Linked DNA regions of Sus scrofa: region 1 is linked to region 2. A link is a contact called in public HiChIP or PLAC-seq data. All regions are on one chromosome and are shown on one strand. Each heading gives the region's core, a stretch centred on a gene start, on an enhancer-like site or on the middle of the called end of the contact. The rest is flanking DNA. Distances are from core to core; before and after follow the strand shown. Region 1 overlaps LOC102166560 (a long non-coding RNA gene). Region 2 overlaps CYTIP (cytohesin-interacting protein).

Region 1 (4,302 bases), core at 1,114-3,613, 360 kb after region 2:
CCTTTCTCTCTTAGGAGATTGACCTAAGAAAATATTGCTACAATTTATGTCTGAGAATATTTTGCCTACGTTCTCTTCTGGGAGTTTTATGGCATCATGTCTTATTTTATTTAAGACTATAAACGATTTTGAGGGGGGATTTGTATATAGTGGGAGGGAGTGTTCTAATTTCATTGACTTATATGTGGCTGTCCAGTGTTCCCAATACCACTTGTTGAAGAGACTGACTGTTCTCCATTGTATATTCTTACCTCCTCTGTTGTAGATTAATTGGCCGTAGGCATGTGGTTTATTTCTGAACTCTCTATTATGTTCTAATGATCTAAATTTCTGTTTTTATGCAGAAAACATGCTATATTGATTACAGTAACTTTGTTTAGTATGTCTAAAGTCTGGGAGGGTTACACCTCCAGGTTTTATCTTTTCCCTCAGAATTGCAGAAGCAATTCTCTGTCTTTTGTTGTTCCATGTAACTTTTATTTGTTCCAGTGCTATGAATAATGTCCTGGGTGTTTTGATTGGAATTGCATTAACTCTGTGGATTGCTTTGGATAGTATGACTGTTTTAACAATATCAGTTTTTCCAATCCAGAAGCATGAAATATCTTTCCATTTCTTTGAATCATCTTCAGTTTCCTTTATCAATATTCTATAGTTTTCAGCATATAGGATTTTCACCTCCTTGACTAAGTTTACTTCTAGGGTTTGTTTTTCATGTGATTACAAATGCAATTTTTTTTTTTTTTACTTTCTGATATTTCATTATTTGTATAAAGAATGCTATAGATGTCTATTAATTTTGTATCCTGCTCCCTTGCTGAAATCATGTATTAGTTCTAACAGCTTTTGTGTGGAGACCTTGGGTTTTCTATATAGATTATCATTGTCATTGCAAATAGTGACAGTTTTACCTCTTCTCTTCTAATTTGGATATGTTTTTTCTTTTTGTTGTCTGATTATTGTGGCTAAGATGTCCAATACTATGTTAAATAGGAGTGGAGGGAGTAGGTGTCTTTTTCTTCTTCCTGACTTTAATGGAAGGGCTTTTAGCTTTTTACCATTTAGTATTATATTGGCTGTGGATCTGTCATGAATGGCTTTTAATATGTTAAGATATGCTCCCTCTGTACTCATATTAGTGAGAGTTTTTATCATAAATGGATGTAGAATTTTATCAAATGCTTTTTCCACAGCTATTGAAATGATCATGTAGTTTTTGTCTTTCACGTTGTTAATGTGCTGTAAAACATTGATTTATATATGTGGAACCATCCTCGAAAACCTGGAATGAATCCAACTTGGTCTTGGTGTATGATCTTTTTCTCTGTATTGTTGGATTTTGTTAACTTTTCATTGTGGGTTTGTGTATCTATATTTATCAAAGATAGTGGCCTGTAAGTTTTTTTGTAGTATCTTTGGTTTTGATATCAGGGTAATCATAGCCACTTAGAATGAATTTTTGGGTGTTCCCTCTTGGTCAGTTTTTGGAATAGTTTCAGAAGGATAGGTGTAAGTTCCTCTTTGTATATTTGGTAGAATTTCCCACTGAAGCTGTCCATTCCAGGACTTTTGTTTGCAGGGAGTTTTTATTATTATTATTACTACATTAACTTCTAGTGAAGAGTCTGTGCAGATAATTTTTTTTTTTTTTTGTCTTTTTGCTATTTCTTTGGGCCACTCCCATGGCATATGGAGGTTCCCAGGCTAGGGGTCTAATCGGAGCTGTAGCCACTGGCCTACGCCAGAGCCACAGCAACGCGGGATCCGAGCCGTGTCTGCAACCTACACCACAGCTCACGGCAATGCCGGATCGTTAACCCACTGAGCAAGGGCAGGGACCGAACCCACAACCTCATGGTTCCTAGTCGGATTCGTTAACCACTGTGCTACGACGGGAACTCCCGTGCAATTATCTTGACTTAGTTTTGGCAGGCTATGTTTCTAGAAACATATTCATTTATTCTGGATGGTCCAATTAGTTGATGTATAATTGTTTATAATGTTATCATATTTTTGTATTTCTGTGGTACTAGGTGTTATTTCTCCTCTTGCATTTCTCATTTTTGCCCTCTTTCTTCTTGGTGAGCATGTTGATTTGTTTTTTTTAATCTTTTAAAGAAACAGAACTTGGCTTTGTTGATCATTTCTCTCTTGCTTTTTTTTTTAATCTCTATTTCACTTATTTCCTCTCTGATCTTTATTATTTTCTTCCTTCTGCTGACTTTGGGTTATGTTTTTTCTTCTTTTTCTAATTCTTTTAGGTGGTAGGTTAAGTTTATTTTTTTGTTGTTTTTGCTTTTGTTTCCCTTTTTGGCTGTACTCACAGCATGTGGAAGTTTCAGGGCCAAGAATCACTGTGCCACAGGAGTGACTCAAGCAGCAGCATTTGCATGCTGGACCTTTAACCTTCTGAGTCACAGGAGAACTCCTGACTAGGTTCCTTTTTTTTTTTTTTTTTTTTTGAGATATATTATTTCATGAGGAATGGCTTATATCACTCTGAACATCCCTCTTAGATCTGCTTTTGTAGCATCCCCACATATTGTAAGTTTCTGTTTTCACTTTCATTTGTCTCTAGGTATTTTCTGACTTGTTCTGATTTCATCATTGACCTGCTGGTTTTTTAGTAGCATGTTGTTTAGTCTCTATGTGTTTGTTCTTTTCCCATTTTTCTCTCTGTGGTTGATTTCTAGTTTCATGCCATTGTGGTCAAAAAAGATACTTGAAATAATTTTTTGTCCTCTTAAATTTGTTGAAGCATGCTTTGTGACCTAATTTGTGGTCTGTCCTAGAGAAGATTCCATGCATGCTTGAGAAGAGTGTATATTCTGTTTTTTCTTGGATTATGTATACTGTACATGTAAATTAAATCTAACTGGTGTATTTGTCATTTAGGACCTCCTTTGCCTTCTTGATTTTCTGTCCAGATTATCTGTCCATTGATATCAGTAGGGTTTTAAAGTCTCCTAGTATTACTTTTGTCAATTCTTACCTTTATGTCTGGTAGTATTTTATGTATTTAGGTACTCCTATATTGGATGAGTATGTTAATAAATATAATATCCTTTTCTTGTATTGATTCCTTTATTAAAATATCTTTTTTGCCTTCTTTATGTCCTTTAAGTCTATTTTGTCTGATATAAGTATTGCTTGCCCCCTTTCTTGTCATATGCATTTGCATGAAGTATCTTTTTCCATCCCCTCCCTTTCAATCTGTGTCTTTCACCCTAATGTGAGTCTCTAGTAGGCAACATAAAGATTTGTTTTCTTTTATCCAATCCGCTCCTCTTTTAATTGTAGCATTTAGTCCATTAACATTTGAAGTGATTATTGATAACTATTGTTATTTTAATCTTGTTTTATAGTTGTTTCATAGTTTATTCATTTCTTGTTTTTCTTTGTGCAATTTGATTATTTTTCCCTTGTAGTATGCTAGAGTTTCCATGAATCTATTATGTTTTTGATTTGTGATTGCCATGGATTTCAAGTCTTTTGACTCATGTCCATATGGATTTGCTTTAAACTGAGTCATTCAAGTTCAGATGCATTGTAAAAGATCTATGTTTTTCACTTTTACAGAATTTTTTTATTTTTTAATCTCTGTACCGTCAAGCCTCACTCCTTTTATTTATTTGGCTTTCCTATTGTGCTCCTCCATTTCCCATAGATTCTTACTTCTTTTCTATTTAGAGAAGACCCTTTAATATTTGTTAGAGTAGGTTTAGTATTGCTTAAGTCTTTAGTTTTTGTTTGTCTGAGATATACTTTATCTCTTCTTCTATGCTAAATGATAATATTGCTGGGTCAAATATCCTAGATTGCAGATTTTTCCCTTTCAGTACTTTGAATATACCATGCCATTCCCTTCTGGCTGTCAAAGTTTCTGGAGAGAAGTCAACTGATAGCTTTAAGGGGGATCCCTTGAAACTGATGATTTTCTTACTTTTTTTTTTTGTTTGTTTGTTTGTTTTGTTGTTTTGTGTTTGCTTTTTAGGGCTGCACCTGAAGCATATGGAAGTTCCTGGGCAAGGGGTCAAGTTCGAGCTTCAGCTGCCATCCTATGCTACAACTACAGCAATACGGGATCTGAGCCACATCTGACACCTACACCACAGCTCACCTGATGGCAACACTGGATCCTTAACCCACTGAGCAAGGCCAGGGATCGAACCCATATCCTCATGGATACTTAGTTGGGTTGTTACTGCTGAGCCACAATGGGAACTCCTCTTGCTGCCTTTAGAATTCTATCTTTCACTTTTGCCATTGTAATTATATGTCTTGGTGTGGGTCTGTTTTGGT
Region 2 (3,936 bases), core at 160-2,659:
TAGAAAATACCATGCGTATATGGATAGTCCCCCATTTATGATGGTCCGACTTAGGATCTTTTTGACGTTATGGTGAAAGCAGTAGCATTCAGTAGAAACCATACTTTGAATTGCGAATTGTGGCCTTTTTCAGGCTAGAAGTATACTTTCTCATGGTGCTGGGCAGGGCAGCAAGCCATAGCTCCCAGGCAGTCACATGATCACAAGGGTAAACACCCCATACATTTCACCATTCTGTACCCATACAACCATTCTGTTTTTCACTTTCAGTGCATTACTTAATAATTTACATGAGGTATTCATCTCTTTTTAATTTTTATTTATTTTTTGTCTTTTTGCCTTTTCTAGGGCCACTTCCCATGGCATATGGAGGTTCCCAGGCTAGGGGTCGAATCAGAGCTGTAGCACCACAGCTCACAGCAATGCCAGATCCTCAACCCACTGAGCAAAGCCAGGGATCGAACCTGCAACCTCATGGTTCCTAGTCGGATTCATTAACCACTGCGCCACAACTGGAACGCCTCATCTCTTTTTATAAAATAGGCTTCACATAAGACAATTTTGCCCAGCTGTAGGCTAATGTAAGTGTTCTGAGCATGGTTAACGTAGGCTGGGCTCAGCTACGATGTCCTGTAGGTTAGATATAACAAATGCATGTTTGGCCTAAAATATTTTCAACTTATAATGGATCTATCAGGATATACCCCATTGTAAGTTGGGTAAGAACTGTATATGCTAATCTATTAAGAGTGGTTACCTCTGGAGAAGGAGTTGAGGGAGTAAGTGTGGAGGGTTGTGAAGGAAGACTTTCGAAATGTGTTCTATCAATGGTTTTAGCCTTTTTAAATAAGCATGCATTCTTATATTAGTTTGCCAACTTTTTAAATATTAATAACTCACAGAGAAGTTTTAAAAGCCAGTTACGTTTTGTTGATAGTAGCATGATTTTCTAAGTCCTCATACGGTTTATATTTGCTAATGAGGATTACTGGTTTATCAACTGAATGTTTGGCACTTGCTTATAGGCTAAGGTTTTATTTTTGCTTAATGAGACTTTTAAAGGTAATTCTTTCATATTTCTTTATCTTTTTCTTCCAGCCAAGTAAAATTCCTCCTCAGAAAGGACTGCTGAAGTCTCCACAAAACAGTACAAAAAAGGAGAATAACAATCACAGGCCACCCATTTTTACAGAAACCAAGGGCATTGAAATATGTATTTCTCAAGTGGCAGTTCAGTTCTCAACTGTCTAATTCAGTTCTCATTTGTTATTTATTACTCCACCCTCCCTATCATATACACACTGTTCCATTTCAAAATCCAAATCTTTTATCAAAATTCAGGGTAAACAAGTGACAGGGTTCCTTCCTCTTCCCCTAACTCACACCCTGTGTCACCCTCAGGCTTCAGCTTTTACTAAAGTTGCTCAATAGGCATGGTCAGAGCCACCCCACAGAGCTGGGAAGGGCTTCGGGGCTTTAGAAACTAACTTCTTAGAAAGCAAGAAACCTGTTTAAGACTGGAATTTTGCGTAATACTTGGAACAACCAAATACTTTCTTGAGAGGTAGGTAATTTCCCTTGGGCCCCTGAATGAAATCCAAATTTTTAGCCTGTCTTTTGAGGTTGTGTATGTTCTAGTAGATCCTATGACATCATATCAAACCACATCCTGATTATACTGGCCTTCCTTCTAACCCTTCAACAGAATGCAATTTCTCCCCAGGGTTCTTCCCTCTAACACTGTTCCCCCCTTCTCCCCCCCATTGATCTTCATTTGTCTTGTTCTCTCTGTAACTGTCTCTCTATCTTTCTGTCTCTCTCTCTGGCTCTGCCCCCCCACCCCAAATCTCAGTTCAAATATCATCTACTAGAGAGGCCCCAAATATTCCCAACTGAGTGGATAAATGTGTTAAACAGGCCACATCCAAATGGAAGAGCTCCAAGGAAGAGTTTTCACATTGAAATTCCCTAAGCAGACACCCCTCCAATCTGCTCACCACCCAGAGCTGCCCAAATTGGCCCCACTACCTGTAAGGGACTTTCCTTTAACAATAATAAGAGAATCAACAGAGAAGGGCCACCAGGGAGCAACTTAATGGAATGCTCCTCCCTTACTTGTTTTTGTTTTCAGAGTCTAGGAATGTACATGAGTGTGGGTGTGTGTTGGGTCGGGGGACATGGGTGTGTGCCAGAAGGCAGTTCAGAAGAGCAATAAGGCAACTTCTTAGAATGTCAGGAATCTCTATTTTCCTTCTATTCCTATCTACTTACATTTTCCAAAACAGACATGATATCTCAATTTCTTTGAGATTCAAATGTAATAAAGGGAAGGATAGTATATCAGACAGAATATCAAACATTTCTATGTGACCAAAGCCTAGCACAGAGCCTGACTAGCAGTGGGCATCAGTAACTATATCTTAATTTTATTGAATTAAAATAATAAAGCAAAACAGATACAGCAAAAGGTAGTAAGCACAAGAGAAAAAGCAGTACATTCCTGTTTGGTAAATCCATAGTGTTTGTTAGAATAGAATAGAATCAACAGTACATAGAACTGAAGCTATATATATTCTTGAAGTTATAAGAAGATACTAGCTGAATTTACACAAGGTTAGACTGCAAGGACCCTCAGAGCCATCTCATTAACTTCCTTTATTTTTAGATAAGGAAAAATAAGACCTGGAAAATTTAAATTTGCCAAAAAGACAGAGTAATTTAGTGGTAGATCTATGACTAGACTACTTGGTCTCCTTCTATTTAATTCTACAAATATTTCCTGAGAATGTAGTCATAGTAAGAGCTAGGCAATGTGTTAAAGGTTTAATCTCATAAAGCAATGAGAATGGTGTAATATTTAGATGAGGATACTGAGACAAACTGGACTGCTCTGTGTTCCCTGAATATGCATACCTCTTTCCATCTTAACCTTTGTTCATTACCCTTGGTTCACCTGGATTTACCTACTCCATCTCTATCTAGAAAGCCCTTCCATTCTCCCAGGTCCAACTTAAATACTACATCCTTCACGAAGCCTTGCCCCATATCCCCAAGCAGACAGGAGCATCACCTCCCCAGAACATCCAAAGCACATCTAAAGGATCTCTCTTATGATAAATCACACTTTGCCTTGTGAAGATCATATATACCTGTCTTTTCTTCCCTAATAGCTTGTGAGCTCACCTCCCCCAGCCCCACCCCAAGACATAGTTCCTTTCTCCTTCATCTCTCTATCCCTCAATCCCTTAAAATAGTGACTTTCTCACAAGAGCTACTTGGTACGCATTTGATGAATACATCCTTAATCTGCCCAAAGCTCTGGCAGTTGATTTATTCTCCCAGTTATTATTTCCTTTGAGCAATACAGGTCTTTGATGAATAATATTTACTGTGCGCTTAATACTTAAATGTAATTGATGTTTGCCATGTTGTTTGACTTAATTGCAATGAGTATGAAAGGAAAATCCATACAGTAATAGTATATATGTGATACTTTATTTCTATGATAAGCTGCCATTAGTTGCAATATTCACCACTGATTTATTAACTACTTTTAAGGAAAATGTCAGCATTAAATGTATTCATAGATGGTAAGAATCATTCTAATTTCAGAAATGCAAAGTGGGAAGAAGATGTGAATCAGAGGTGAAGAAGTACGGTCAGGGCTCTTTTCTCCCAGCATAGCCCACAAGGTGCCCTAGGAGGTATGCACATTAAATTAAACTTGTCCAGTCAGTCCTTAAGGCAGAACACAGCCTGGCATCTCATTTGTCCCAGATTTCTCTTCTACTACTTGATTAGACCTCATGTTTTGTCACTTCTTCTGTCTCTTCCTTTCCATGACCACATGTGTCCTCAATACAACGTAATACCAGGCAACTGGTCTCCCCAACCTGTCATTATTTAATCATGTCCTACTCCATGCCTACTTAATTA

The links. HiChIP or PLAC-seq counts read pairs in DNA pulled down with a chosen protein or histone mark.
Region 1: a contact with region 2 is called in an H3K27ac HiChIP or PLAC-seq map of alveolar macrophages. The contact joins two enhancer-like sites. A contact is called at or near these places in 2 of 2 datasets of contacts at active chromatin or transcription factors (alveolar macrophages and skeletal muscle).

Annotation. Positions count from the first base shown.
Region 1 is chr15:64,742,053-64,746,354 of Sscrofa11.1, forward strand. The region is part of intron 1 of LOC102166560 (a long non-coding RNA gene); the gene reads left to right. Among named protein-coding and RNA genes, the nearest start is that of ACVR1, 150 kb to the right of the region's middle. Within about 2 kb of position 2,364, at least 4 of the 83 cell types and tissues checked have an H3K27ac peak or open chromatin away from gene starts, as enhancers often do. A contact at or near this core is called in alveolar macrophages, where this site is marked.
Region 2 is chr15:64,387,537-64,391,472 of Sscrofa11.1, forward strand. All of the region lies in intron 2 of CYTIP (cytohesin-interacting protein), which reads right to left. Among named protein-coding and RNA genes, the nearest start is that of CYTIP, 32 kb to the right of the region's middle. Within about 2 kb of position 1,410, at least 15 of the 83 cell types and tissues checked have an H3K27ac peak or open chromatin away from gene starts, as enhancers often do. A contact at or near this core is called in alveolar macrophages, where this site is marked.